Regions from separate parts of the Gossypium hirsutum genome. Here region 2 is linked to region 1. Evidence: chromatin contacts called from public Hi-C data. All regions are on one chromosome and are shown on one strand. Each heading gives the region's core, a stretch centred on a gene start, on an enhancer-like site or on the middle of the called end of the contact. The rest is flanking DNA. Distances are from core to core; before and after follow the strand shown. Region 1 has its middle 12 kb from the start of LOC121210789. Region 2 holds the start of LOC107931521.

Region 1 (6,528 bases), core at 2,376-4,875:
AAAATTGTCTTCCCTCGATAAACACCGCTCTACTCCCGATAAAATATGCTCTATATCACCTATCCCATTTGTTGAGAACAATTTTCGGAAGAATCCTCTCGCAATCTTCTCCATTTCCCCCTCTTCCTTAGTTTCCCTCTCATCCTCATACCTCAAACTTTTAATCTTATTCATTCTTCTTCATTGGGAAGCATAACTATGGAAGAAATCCATATTTTATCTCCCAATCGTAACCAATTAGTACTTTATTTTTGTCTATTTGTAAATTGAGTTGTACTTTTGTATTAATAAGTTTTGCCAGATCCTTTTTAAGCCTTATTTACCTCGCTTGAATGAACCCGCCCACTTCCCCAAGCTTTGTATTAAGCATTCCAATTTATCATAGATATTTCCTAAGGTGGAACTCCAAAGGTTCTTTACCTTCCCCTCGAACCGGAACCTCGCCCTCCTCCCCTCCCTTTTCTCCTGTTTTGTATGTATAAAGAGTGGGCAATGATCCGAATAAAAATGCAGTAGGTGTTGTATTCTCACACTAAGCAATAAAGTCATCAAATCTGCATTTGCCACCCTCTATCAAGACGTTTTATTATATTAGTCTCAAGAAAATTCCCTCTCTCTCACATGAACCATATCCTAGAATACCCAACATCAATTAGTCTACATTCCTCTAAAACTCTGTGAAATACCTCCATTTGACATTCTTCCCGTGGCATTCCCCCTTCTTTTTCAAAAGAATCTATAATTCCATTAAAGTCACCACACCCAAGCTAAGATGACTCTTGTGTGCGTCTTAAATTCCTCAACACATCCCATACATCATTCCTACCACTCAAAAATGGAGCACCATAAAACCCTGTGAACCTCCACTCCAGTTCCACTTTAGTCTCTTTAATAACCACATCATTATAATTAGAGGAGAAGCTTAGTAAATCAACAGCAACCAACTTCTTCCAAGCCAGACAAGGACCCCCTTTTGAATCATTAGTCGAAACCTCAATGCCATCTAAGAAACCACATCTCCTACAAACACCTTCCATCCTTCTTTTATTCAGTTTAGTCTCCATAAAAAAGACTGATTGGGAATTATACATCTTCATCTTATGCCGAAGTCTTCTTATTGCTCGTGGACTCTCCAAACCAAAAACATTTTAGTATATGATTTTCATTGCGACCAGTCGACTTGCTTCTTGGTAGTTGCCGATAATAGATGATCCCGGTCTATCAATCTTCCAACTAAGTTTCCCAATGATTCATTCACCAGTGATTCACTGAGACTCCAACATTTCTTTTGTTTTCTCTTCTTCCCTTTACCATTTTCTATGGGGTAGTCCTCCAAATCGTGGTCCATATCCATTTTCCCACTCCTATGTTGCAAATCTCTTTCTAAGTTTAACCCTAAAATAGGGTCTATATGCCTTTTTAAGCCTCGTCTTCCTCTCAAGATCCCCATCCAAATCCATACCAATCATAGTTATCCAATTTCACCCCCTACACCTTCCCCCCCAGCCAAATGCTATTCATTGCTAATGTTATCCTTAACTGAGCTCTCAGCGATAGATCCCATCCCATATCAACAACCTCTTCCCCTTTTTCCATCTAGATCTTATAGAATGGGTCATTATGCCCTAAATTCCCACAATAAAAACAAAGCATTGTCAGTCTTTCATATTTAAAATGAACATAAGAACATTTTTCTCTAGTTAACATAACCTACTTCAAGGGTTGCTTGACATCTATTTCAACTCGTACTTGCATATAGCTTTGTAAGCCACTTTCTAAACTCTTAGTGTCATACTCTAAGAATTTACTAATAAAATCCCTCAATTGCCATGCTATACCTTCAAAATAAAAACTTGGATGAACATCATGCACTTATACCCAAAACCATGTATAGATCAATGGTACCTTGGGCGGATCCTCACCCACATCCATTCGATGGAAGACCAACAAATGATTGTTAAAAGTCCATGGAGGCCCATTTTGCACACGCTCGAGACCCATTTTATGAAAAAAACGAAAGAGAAATCTCTTATCCCCCATATTTGAGATATGAACTCCTCTTATAAGATGCCAAATATTCGCCATCATGCATCTTATAGCTGAAAAATGGATTACACTCGCTGTGAGGAAACACCCTACCAGACATAGATTAATGGCTTCCTTCGATAAATTAGACTCCTCCTGTACTTGTAAAATCTCCTCCTCCGCTTTATCTAAAGATAGCTCTGCTAATTCATTCTCCATCGCCAATAAACCCCAATACTAACCAATTACAACCAAACACCTATCATGCCACTGTCGATTCCACAATCACTCACTAAAAACAAAAAAAAATTCCTAAAAAACTTTGCTAGAGAAGAAAACAAAAACGTGCTAGTATAGCAGACTATTTTTTAGTGTTATGTATGTATTTTTTAGATTTTATATAAAAACATAAAAAGATAGAAATACCTTCAAAACAATATTTACCACTTTGTAAAAATAAGGGGTTTTAGTAAATTTAGACTTGAGTTAGGACCCGATTGAAGGTGACACCAACTCAATCGAAACTTTAAATATTAGCATAGATAAGGAGAGAGAACCACTTACACCATTGTAAAATGTAAAACTAAAGTGGTTTAACACACTTTCATAATTTTTTATACTACAATTATTTTAACATTCCAACTGTTATATTTCATACTCTATTCATGTAGATCATGCATGTCAAGTTTCACATAAATTGAAAAATTTTAAGTAGTTGTTGTATGTAAAAAGAAACTTTAAACCATTAAATATATATTAATATAGACAATATTTTAAATCGATATGATAGAGATATCAGATCAATCTAAAATTTACATGTATAACTAGTACAAATATCTTGATAAATTAGAAGATTAGATTATTTAAGGGGGAGGGATCCACTTACATGGTGTAAAAACTAAAGTAGTTTTACGTACTTCCGTAACTATTTATATGATTAATATTTTAGTGATCTAACCGTTGAATTTATCAATATAATTGTATTTGTCATGCATGTAAATTTTCGAAATGATCTGATATTTTTATCATATCGATATAAAATACTTTATATATTAATATATATATTCAATTGTTGAATTTTTTTACATAAAAAAAAGTTAGAAGTTTTAAATTTACATCAAATTTGACATGCATGATCTACATGAATAGACCATAAAATATAATGGTTGAATCATTAAAATATTAACCATATAAATAGTTATGAAAGTGTGTAAAACAATTTTATTTTTTGTATTGTGTAAGTAGATCCATCCTATTTTTTAAATATTAATTGTATAAAAATGAGGAAATGGTGGACAACCATTGAATCCCTCCATAATGTACAAATATGGTATATTCTCAATATTTTTTTTTGACGTAAACACCGAGAGATTTATTAGAAATAAAAAAAATAAAGAGTCAAATACAAAAAACCAAACAAATGATAAAACTAATAAACCAACCTTAGCTGTAAAGCACTACAGAGGAAAAACAACTTAACTCTCGGTAAAACTTAGTGGGAAAGATGGAACGACAAATCAATACCCACTTCTATCTCAACAGCAGATCAAGAAAAACCCAAAAATTTCTCCAGCCAAAAACCCCACACAGAGCACCCTTCAAGACTAAGAAGTCATGCCCACAAGATCTCTGGCCAAGTAAACTTCTGCCACTACCGGTAAGTCCTGTACCCAGAAACTATCTTCCGAAATCAACATCCTCTCTTTTGCTAACATATGAGCCACCATGTTCGCTCGTCTGTCAACATGCTAAAAGGAAATACACTGAAAAGAACTTGCTTGTATCTTTATTTCTTCGATGTAAGTCCTCATGTCTGAAAAATCTGGAAGAACTTGGTTTATTTTAGCAATCGTAGTTCTAGAATCACCCTCATTTGCACATGAGTAAAACCCATATCCCTAGCGAAATCCAGAGCCTGAAGGCAGGCTATAGCCTCAGCAGTGAACGAATCTGAGACAAACTTATTAAAAATGGTTCCGTATCCCATCACCTGACCCCTAGAATTTCTGATAATAAAACCAGAAGATGACTGACGAAGAGTTATTCTAAATGCAGCAACGAAATTTACCTTAACAAAAGGTTCTTGAGGAGGCATCCAAATGGGATTCATTTTGTTCACCGGAGCAGGTATTCTCTCTTTCAACTTACACATCTCCTTTATAATACTGAAAGTAAGAGAGCAGATATCTTCGGCTGATTGTCGCTTTCCCTCCATTGTGCGTTTATTTCGGGCTTGCCAGAGTGCCCAGGCTGTGGTTGTAGCAATTTCACCAAAATCATGCCTTCTGTCTTGAAAAACCAAGTTGAGCTAGGTACAAAAATCCATACTCTCATTGAAATTTGACTAGTCAACTCCCATTGATTGCCAAACATCTTTCGCAGGTCCACAAACTAGGAGAGTATGCATGAAATTCTCCGAGGCTTCACCATAGCTAGGGCAACTTGGGGAAGAGCTAAAACGTCTATTGTATAGATTAACAGTAGCAGGAATATAATCTTTTGTAAATCGCCAAACAGCGATTCTGATCTTTGGGGGAAGATTTAATTCCCAAATATTTTTGTAAACTCCTGAAGAGTCAGTATTCATAGCGTCTTCAACCCGCGAACCAACAAGACAGCGATACCCACTACGAACCGTATACCTGCCAAAGTTATCAGCAAACCACACCATTCTATCTTTAGAGTTGTAAACCGAAAGAGGAATGCAACAGATTACAATAGCTTCCAAAGGGGTAAAACACCTACTATTTAAATCCACTTTCCAGGACTTAGTAGAATAATCAATAAGCTCTGACACTTTGTCAAACATGCTGTTTGCAGGAGTAGCGTGAATTTTTCCCCCTGCCCAACGAGGTAACCAACAATCTTGCAAAATTGATATTTGGGAACCTGATCCCACTTTCTAGCCCAAACCATCTTCTAAAACCTTTCTGGCCGCAAAAATACTCTTCCAAGTATACGACGGATTAGTGCCTAATGTGACATTCCAAAATGAGGTATGGGGATAGTACCTAGCTTTATAAATACGTCCCAATAAAGAATTCAGATTAGTAACTAACCTCCAACCTTGTTTCGCTAAAAAGGCAATATTAAACTTGCCAAGATCCCTAAAACCCATACCACCACAATTTTTAGGGATACTGAGATTAGCCTAGTTACACCAGTGCATTCCATTTCAAGTTGAACTTTTTTGCCACCAAAACCTACTCATGATACTTTCAAGCTTCATACGCAACGTCTTAGGAAACAGGAAACACAACATCGAGTATGTAGAAATAGCTTGAAGGACCGTTTTAATAAAAACTTCTTTTCCACCTTGAGAAAGAAGTCTATCTCCCCAACTCTGAACTTTCATCCTCATCCTATCACAAATATGTTGAAACACATCCTTCTTTTTCCTCCCAACCATCGTAGAGAGACCCAAATATCTTTCCATACATAGTGATCGCCGAACTCCTAACATCTGCACCAAACGACTACAAGAAATATCAGAGACATTTGAGCTGAAGAAAATCTGTGACTTATCAAGGTTTATCTTCTGCCTTAACGCAGTTTCATAACGTTTCAAAATATCCATCAAAACCCGCCCTCCTGTATCGTTTGCATCGCCAAAAATAATACTGTCATGAACAAAAAATAGGTGAGTGACAGCAGGGCTTCCTCTACAAACTTTCACCCCTCTTAAGTTGCATGTCTGAACAGCAGAATCTAATAAAGCTGATAAGCCCTCCGTACAAATCAGAAAAAGGTAGGGGCTTAAAGGATCCTCTTGATGTAGTCCACTTTGAGGGAAAAAATTCTCACTCGAGGACCCATTGAAATTGACAGTATAAGACACCAAGGAGATACAATAAATTATCAAACTAATCCATTCCGACGCAAAACCCATATGCTTCATCATTCCTTCTAAAAAACCTCATTCCACTCTATCGTAAGCTTTGCTCATGTCAAGCTTTAACGCAAAAAAACCTTTTTTTCCCTTTTCTCCTCTTTTTCAAAGCATGTAAAATTTCATATGCCACAAGGACATTATCTAAGATTAGTCTACCCGGCACAAACGCTCCTTGAGCATGATCAATGCATTGGTCCAAAACCAATTTCAATCTATTAGCAATGGTCTTAGAAATTATTTTGTATAAGACTGAACATAGACTAATAGGGCGAAATAGAGACATCATATCTGCATCACTTACTTTGGGAATGAGAATAATCTTGGTAGAATTAACTTCATGAAGTGAAGTCTCCCTATTAATGACTTGTAAACAAAACTTCGCTACATCCTGTCCGATTTTGTGCCAGAACTTTTGAAAGAAAATAACATGAAAACCATCAACTCCTGGCACTTTAGTCGGCTCTATCTCCCAAAGAGCCTCTCTGATTTCCTCAACCTTGAACTCACGCAATAGTTTTTCATTCATAGATGGAGACATTCTTGAGGAAACTCCTCCATACGTATTATCATCATCCCTCTGCCAAGAACTAGTAAATAATTCCTTAAAATAG
Region 2 (6,528 bases), core at 2,291-4,790, 150 kb after region 1:
TAAATGTTTACTGCCTAAGTTTTCAGAAGAAGGATTTGAAGGTGAGTGTTCTAGTCTTTAGGTACGAAGATAATATCTTTATACTCAGGGATTGATAGAGTGTGATTCACTTGTTGTATTGTGGATTAAAGATAGTGGAATTATTCATTGGTTTCACAAACGTAGGAAAACCAAATTGTATAAACAAGTCTTGTGTTCTTTGTGTTTTTGTTTGTACAGTTTTTGCACTGCCAAGCCGTAGTAGTTACGGTAATCAAACACTTCCATTAAATGTTGTATTTTTCATTAAACATCAATTGTGGGTAACAATATATATTATTAGAAATGAAATAAATGGAAGGTGTGACATTAGATTGTTAGATTGTTTTCCTATTCTGTACATAGTTGATTAAAATGGAAACAGATTAGCTAAAAATGAATCAGTGCGTGCGATGATTGTGGAATTGAACTTGTACTTTTTGTGAGTTCGTTCAGGAGAAGCAGCATGAGGGAAAACTAAAATCCACATTCATAGGCTTTTGGTTGAAGCAGAAATAATTTATGTAAACAAAAAATGACATTTGGCTGCTCAGCTAGTAATTTAAAGATGATGGTGATCACAATTACACATTCTGGCCTTGCTAATTTGTTTGAATCTAGAAGAAATGTAAATGATACCAAATTTAACTCTATGCAACCAAGCTTCACAGTTAACTGTAAAAGTATCGTGCAACATTAGGCTACACGCTCCAATCACCTTACCACAAATAAAAGCCTCCTTTGGTATGGTTATCAAAGTTACTTTACCCGATAATTCAGCCTGGCGCTTATATGTAAAAGTAGAATTTTATAATAAGATTCGAAAAATATTTTTAAAATAAATTTTATTAGAATTTTCTAACTATAATTACTAACTTGGTACAAATTATCAAATTCAAAGCTTAGAAGTGTATTCAAGCCAGCGAAAAATTAAATTATTCATAAAAGTATAGGGGTTAGTTATGGAATTTGACCTAAAATAATTATATAACATGTCAAAAACTATTTGCTATACCATAAAGGACATTTAATAACACAATGACCAAAATGCAACATATCAATATCGTTAAGAGGCTATATTATAACTTTTAAATTTTAGTAATCAAAACATAATTTAAATTATATATAACTTTAAATTTAAATAATTCAAAATTTCAACGAATATATAATTCAAATATTTTTGAAAATTGATTTTAAATTAAAGTGTGCACCGTTATAATTTCACAAAGTTATAAATTTCTTACGTGTCGTTTTAAGTTAAATATCTAAAATATTTTATAAACATCCAATTGGTTACTAAAGCTAATTGAGTATTAAATTAGAATAGATTAAATTATAGATGAAATGATATGAAAGTATTTATATTAATATGCTCTCATTTATCACCTTAAATAAAAAAAAATATAAAATGAATATAGGTGTGAATATACTTATAGAGGATAACGTGAAAACTGGATTTGGCTCAACATTTAAATTAGTTAGTTTGTTGGGTGGTTTTTGTGGAACACCTGGCGTAGTGGCATGACATCTCATGTCTAGCGTATTTCGTAAGCCACGTGAGAAGAACATAAACATGAAGTTTGTTTGCAACGTTTTAATGCAGTCTGTTCGGTTACTGAATAACCAATTGCTTGCAATGATAGAAATCTATTCCTACTTTGATATCACTTCCTGTTTCTCCCCTATTCTTTAATCTTTCTTCCTTTTTTCCAAGTCTAATTTTGAGGGGGAGGGGGCATTTGAAATTCCAGTTTCATGGTTTTTAATTTTTATACTCGAAAATTTTAATGCATTTATATGGTAACATAATCATTTTAGTTTTCAATTTTTAAAATGTAATCAAATGGCTTACTTTTTACAATAATAAAATTGATTTAAACTGTTAAAATTTTAATGGCATTAATATAAAAATTCAAGTGACAATTTATGAATTATATGTGAATTGTTACACCAATAAGTACATCAATATCGTTAAAATTTAAATAGTGCAGTTTTTTCGTCTAAAAACAAGCAGATTGACTTGAAACAGAAACTACGTTTAAAACAGAAACTGAGATAATACCAGACAAAGTACCAACCTACCAAAACGGAAAATGAGATAATACCATAACAAGTACCATTAACATGGAAAATGTGCTTTTGCTTGACTTGAAATTTGTCCTTACAAAGGCATATTGATAGAAAAGCCCTACAGGTTTGCCTAATTTTACGCACTGGTCCTTTACAGATAAGGGCTAACTTGGTTCCACTTCCCTATCCCCAAATAGACCAGAGTGTAGTAATTTTTATCAAGGCAACTCAAATAAAAAAATAGTTTTCAATCCTTCATGTACTGAAAAATGAACACTAAAGATACCTAGACCTCTTTCTAGGAAAGAAAATACATAGTTTGCTTAGCCAAGAAAATTGGACTTAAAAACTTCAACCAAGTTTGCTCTTACAAAACAAACTGCAAATTTAAGAATGATGAAGGAAAGATTACATGACATTGGGGAATAAGGTAGGGTGTGTCATATAAATGAATGACGTACATAATCTATAAACTTAAACAGTGAGATCTGGATCTACGCTTTTATGGATACCGATTTCATTAAGCCATCTCATTTTCCAACTGACAAAAACAATTGGAATCTTCTTCCTTGGGGGAATGATGGCATGAAATTGTACACACAAACTCACGTCTTCTTTTTTCTTTTACTGGTAAAAACTCATGGAGAAAAGGGAAAATTAATCTAATTTCTCCAAATTATGTACAACAAGTGGTCAAATAGCCAATCCAAAAGGTACTGGGCAACGCGCTGGCTTGGGTGGCTTTTCAATTTTCACTTCAACCTTGTCTTGCCGTGGAGGCTGACACGGACATGGTAATGCTATGAATTTTGGGATCTCATCTCCTGGCATTAATACAGGTAGGCTTTGGCTTTGGTTTTTCTTTAAATCCTGAAATACAATAAGAAAGAAAAAAAATGAGCTAAAGGTTGAATTCTCATATCATTTTTTTTTCTGAAAGGGTGGCAGAGAAATTACCAAGAAATCAGGCATGGGTTTGGAGGGAGAAGCTTCGATATCGGGATGGGGATCGGTGCGGTCGGCGGGAGATCGGCGGAGTGATCTGAGCTTGTCCCAGTGGTAGCAGCAGGAGAAGATACCACTCAAGCTGAAAATGATGATTAAGAGGAGGGCAGTGCCAAGAGGGAAGCCGAGGGACGGTCGAAATGCATCCACATGGGGTGGCGAAACAACCTGATTCTCCATCACATACACTACTACTACTCTTCCTCGACGATGAACCACTACTTCTTTCTGATGCTGTTGCTCCTTCTCTCATATGTATGAAGAAAAAGAGATGCTGTTAATGAAGGATGGTTATTTTAGTGAAGTGTCGGCTCAAATGGCAAATATGAGGAGAGGAATGAGACTGAGGAGCGATGGGGAGAGGGGATTTTATAAAATGAAAGGGGAGGTGTGTATGTGACCCAATAATACCATGTGGAGAGGTGCACCGGCAATTGTCCTGAGTGTTCGGGTCCCAGTACGGAATTTGGTAGGTCCGGCTGTTGGGTGCAAGCCAGGCCATGACCATAACACAATAGCTTAAAAGCTCAACAAGTGAAAGTTTATAATTTTATATATTTAGATAACTATTGTAATTAACGGGGGAAATTAGAAAGGTGTGAAAGCAAAAACTGGGAAATTTAGAACAATAGAAAAAGGAATTGGCTCCATTAGCTGGCAACTTGAGTCTGCTCTGGTCTGGTTTGGTCTCCCCCTTTGTACACTTTTCCTTTTTTGATGTTCTTCTAAGGACAATTACTTGCAAGTTTTGGCCCCTTCAAAACAACTGCTTATTCAAGCTATCATTTTCTATGGACGGCAGCCACCTACTTGTGTTGCAAGGAATGGTCCAAACTGTTTGTACTTCAAAATTCAATCTTTGCAACTACCGTTATGTCTTAACTTACAGTTAATTTGATAATGGCTTATACCTAAAAAAAAATAGTAGAACTTGCTTACACAAAGAATTGTACTTTATTGATATTAAACTTAACCTTTTAAAATCAAAGATCAGACTTTTTTTAGTCAAATGAAAATGGGGTCTAAGGGTCCTACAATGCTAAAACACAAGTGGGTGTTTCATAATTTTGCCTTTCGAACTTAATAAAGGGACAAAAGAAATATTAAAAAAAAACCATTTTTTCTCCTGGTTTTACAGTAGAAAGTGAAACTTCAAGAAATTGCTGGATGTTTTTGCAATACAAGAAAGTTCCAAGAAAAGAAAGATTTTATAGAAAAAGTAAGAGTAATATCCAACCAATTGTTAAAGAGATTTTTTTTTTCATATGAATTATGATTGATAGCAACATCATGGTGGCAATGAAATCTTTATATAGAAGAAATGTCGTGTGGAATCCAAATTTGAAAATGCTTAAGAAAGATTTTTCAGCTGTCATTTGACTTAGCCTTCCCTTTTCCACCCACCAAAATATACAGAAAACCAGAACTCTTTTCCCTTCGTTTTTCTTCATATATGGGGGACCCTTTTTTTTAGGTTTCTTTAATAGTTCGAAAACTGTTTAATAGTTCGAAAACTGACTTGTTCGCATCATTCATAAATAGTTAAACCGAAATCGGGTTTCGCGGAAGATCAAACTTTTGGAATGTTTGCATCATTCCACACATTTTCATATGAATGTGACAAAATTATTAGAGATTTTAGTTGCAATTTGGGGTTTCATTCCATTTTTTTTATTGTTCTTTTTATTCCTGTGAATGGATTATTAGGCTTGGAAACAGAAAATTTGTAGCTGGAAAAATTCACTACCTATAAGCAGGTCCTTTTCATACCTTTCTGGTTTCCATTTAACCATTATCTGCCATGCACGGAGCTTTGTTTTTCAGCCTCGATGGCAACTGCTCGAAACCTGCTCAATATGCAACTTCTTGGTGCCCTCTTATTCATCTATCTTTAACATTCCAGATTTTAGGGGAAAAAGTTGAATCTGGGGACACAAGGGAAGGGCAAAACGGTGAAACAAGAAGAGTTAAAACGAGGTGATAAATTTTGGGACAGTGATATTTGATGGGAAAAAGTTGATATCCTACGTAGGAAATGTTGATATCCATCTCTACCTATTGTGCCAATGGGACCATTAGCTTTTGTCAGTTTGCTACACTTCAGAAAAATTTACATTCAAACTCTCATAAATCTGAACTTTTTTCAATTATGGGTTTTCAACTTTTCGTCAATCAATGAGTATCATGTATATCTTTTCTATTTACCAAACCAAGCTGTTGAGTTTGTTGATATCCATTCTCCTATCACTTCCTCTCACCTGAAACCTTATCTATGATCTGTTGGCAAATATTATTTTACCCAAATGACCCAGGTAATTATTTATATAAATGATATTATTCAAAAACAATCACTTAAATGATCTGAAATAAATAGTAAAAATGAGTAGGAGGACTAAATGGTCGGCATCAGCATTTTTTCTGACACAATCATTGCCTGATGATTGTGTTAGGCGTTAAAAAAAATGATTTTTAAAAAAAATGATTTTTTGGGTGCTGGGGACTAGATGGCCGACACCCTTATATTTTTTTCATCTCATATCATACTGGTATATGTTTATACTTGCATTTGAAAAAAAAATGTTGGGGTGCTGGCACATTAATGGCCAGCACCCCTTTATCAAATTAATTTTTTTAAAATATAAAAAAAAATTTGGGTGTTGGGATACTTATGGCCGACACCATTGTACCAAATTTAAAAAAATATATATATTTTTGGGGTGCTGGGACACTGATGGTCGACACTCCAGTACTAGATTTAAAAAAAAAATTATGTGTTGGGACACTGATGGCCGACACCCTAGTACCAGAATTTAAAAAAAAATTGGGGTGCTAGGACACTGATGGTCGGAACTCCAGTACCAGATTTAAAAAAAATAATTCTTTTTTGAGGTGCTGGATATTGATAGTCAGTACCCCTTAATATATAGAGGTGTTCTGTCTTCCATTTGAGCTTTTTGTTTGCTTTATCAGTTGGATATTGAGATTAAGAATATTAGTGTTTTTTTTTTGTTGAGGAGGAAGCAAAAGTTGTTGAACATGAGTTCCCAAATTCTGTTTGTTTATGTTCATTTCGATGGAAAAATGATAAATATATATGAAGAAGGTTGTGTCTTTCAAAGTCAGCAAAAAACCGAAATGAGATTCAACAAGTGTGTTTTGCTAATGGATTTGAAAAAGAAGATTAGTACAAAGATAGCTACTCATTGCAGGAAGCAAATGTTAAGACTGTTTTACAAATTTTTGATTTTAGCAGATTCGCTTAAGTTCTCAGAAATGGAGCTTGAAGATGATGATGATCTAGGGACAATGATAGCAATTGATTGCCCTCTGAGATGGATAATCCTAGCTCAGTTGAGTTGTTCGCGGAGATAGTTGAATCAAACTCTATTCAAGTTGTAATTCCAGTAAGTCAGCGTTCTGGAATTGATTTTGATC

What was found. A called contact is a pair of places that touch in the nucleus more often than the background predicts.
Region 2: a contact with region 1 is called in a Hi-C map of leaf, with 2.7 times the contacts expected there. The contact joins the promoter of LOC107931521 here to the enhancer-like site in region 1. A contact is called at or near these places in 11 of 34 Hi-C or Micro-C datasets (anther, callus, fibers and 2 more).

What each region holds. Positions count from the first base shown.
Region 1 is chrA12:48,915,551-48,922,078 of Gossypium_hirsutum_v2.1, forward strand. No RefSeq gene overlaps it. Among protein-coding and RNA genes, the nearest start is that of LOC121210789, 12 kb to the left of the region's middle. Within about 2 kb of position 3,626, at least 7 of the 9 cell types and tissues checked have an H3K27ac peak or open chromatin away from gene starts, as enhancers often do. A contact at or near this core is called in fibers and leaf, where this site is marked.
Region 2 is chrA12:49,061,168-49,067,695 of Gossypium_hirsutum_v2.1, forward strand. It overlaps LOC107931521, which reads right to left and starts at 3,541. Exons shown (of 2, transcript XM_016863431.2): 1 at 3,046-3,541; 2 at 2,138-2,958. The coding sequence starts at 3,273. The coding sequence ends at 2,782.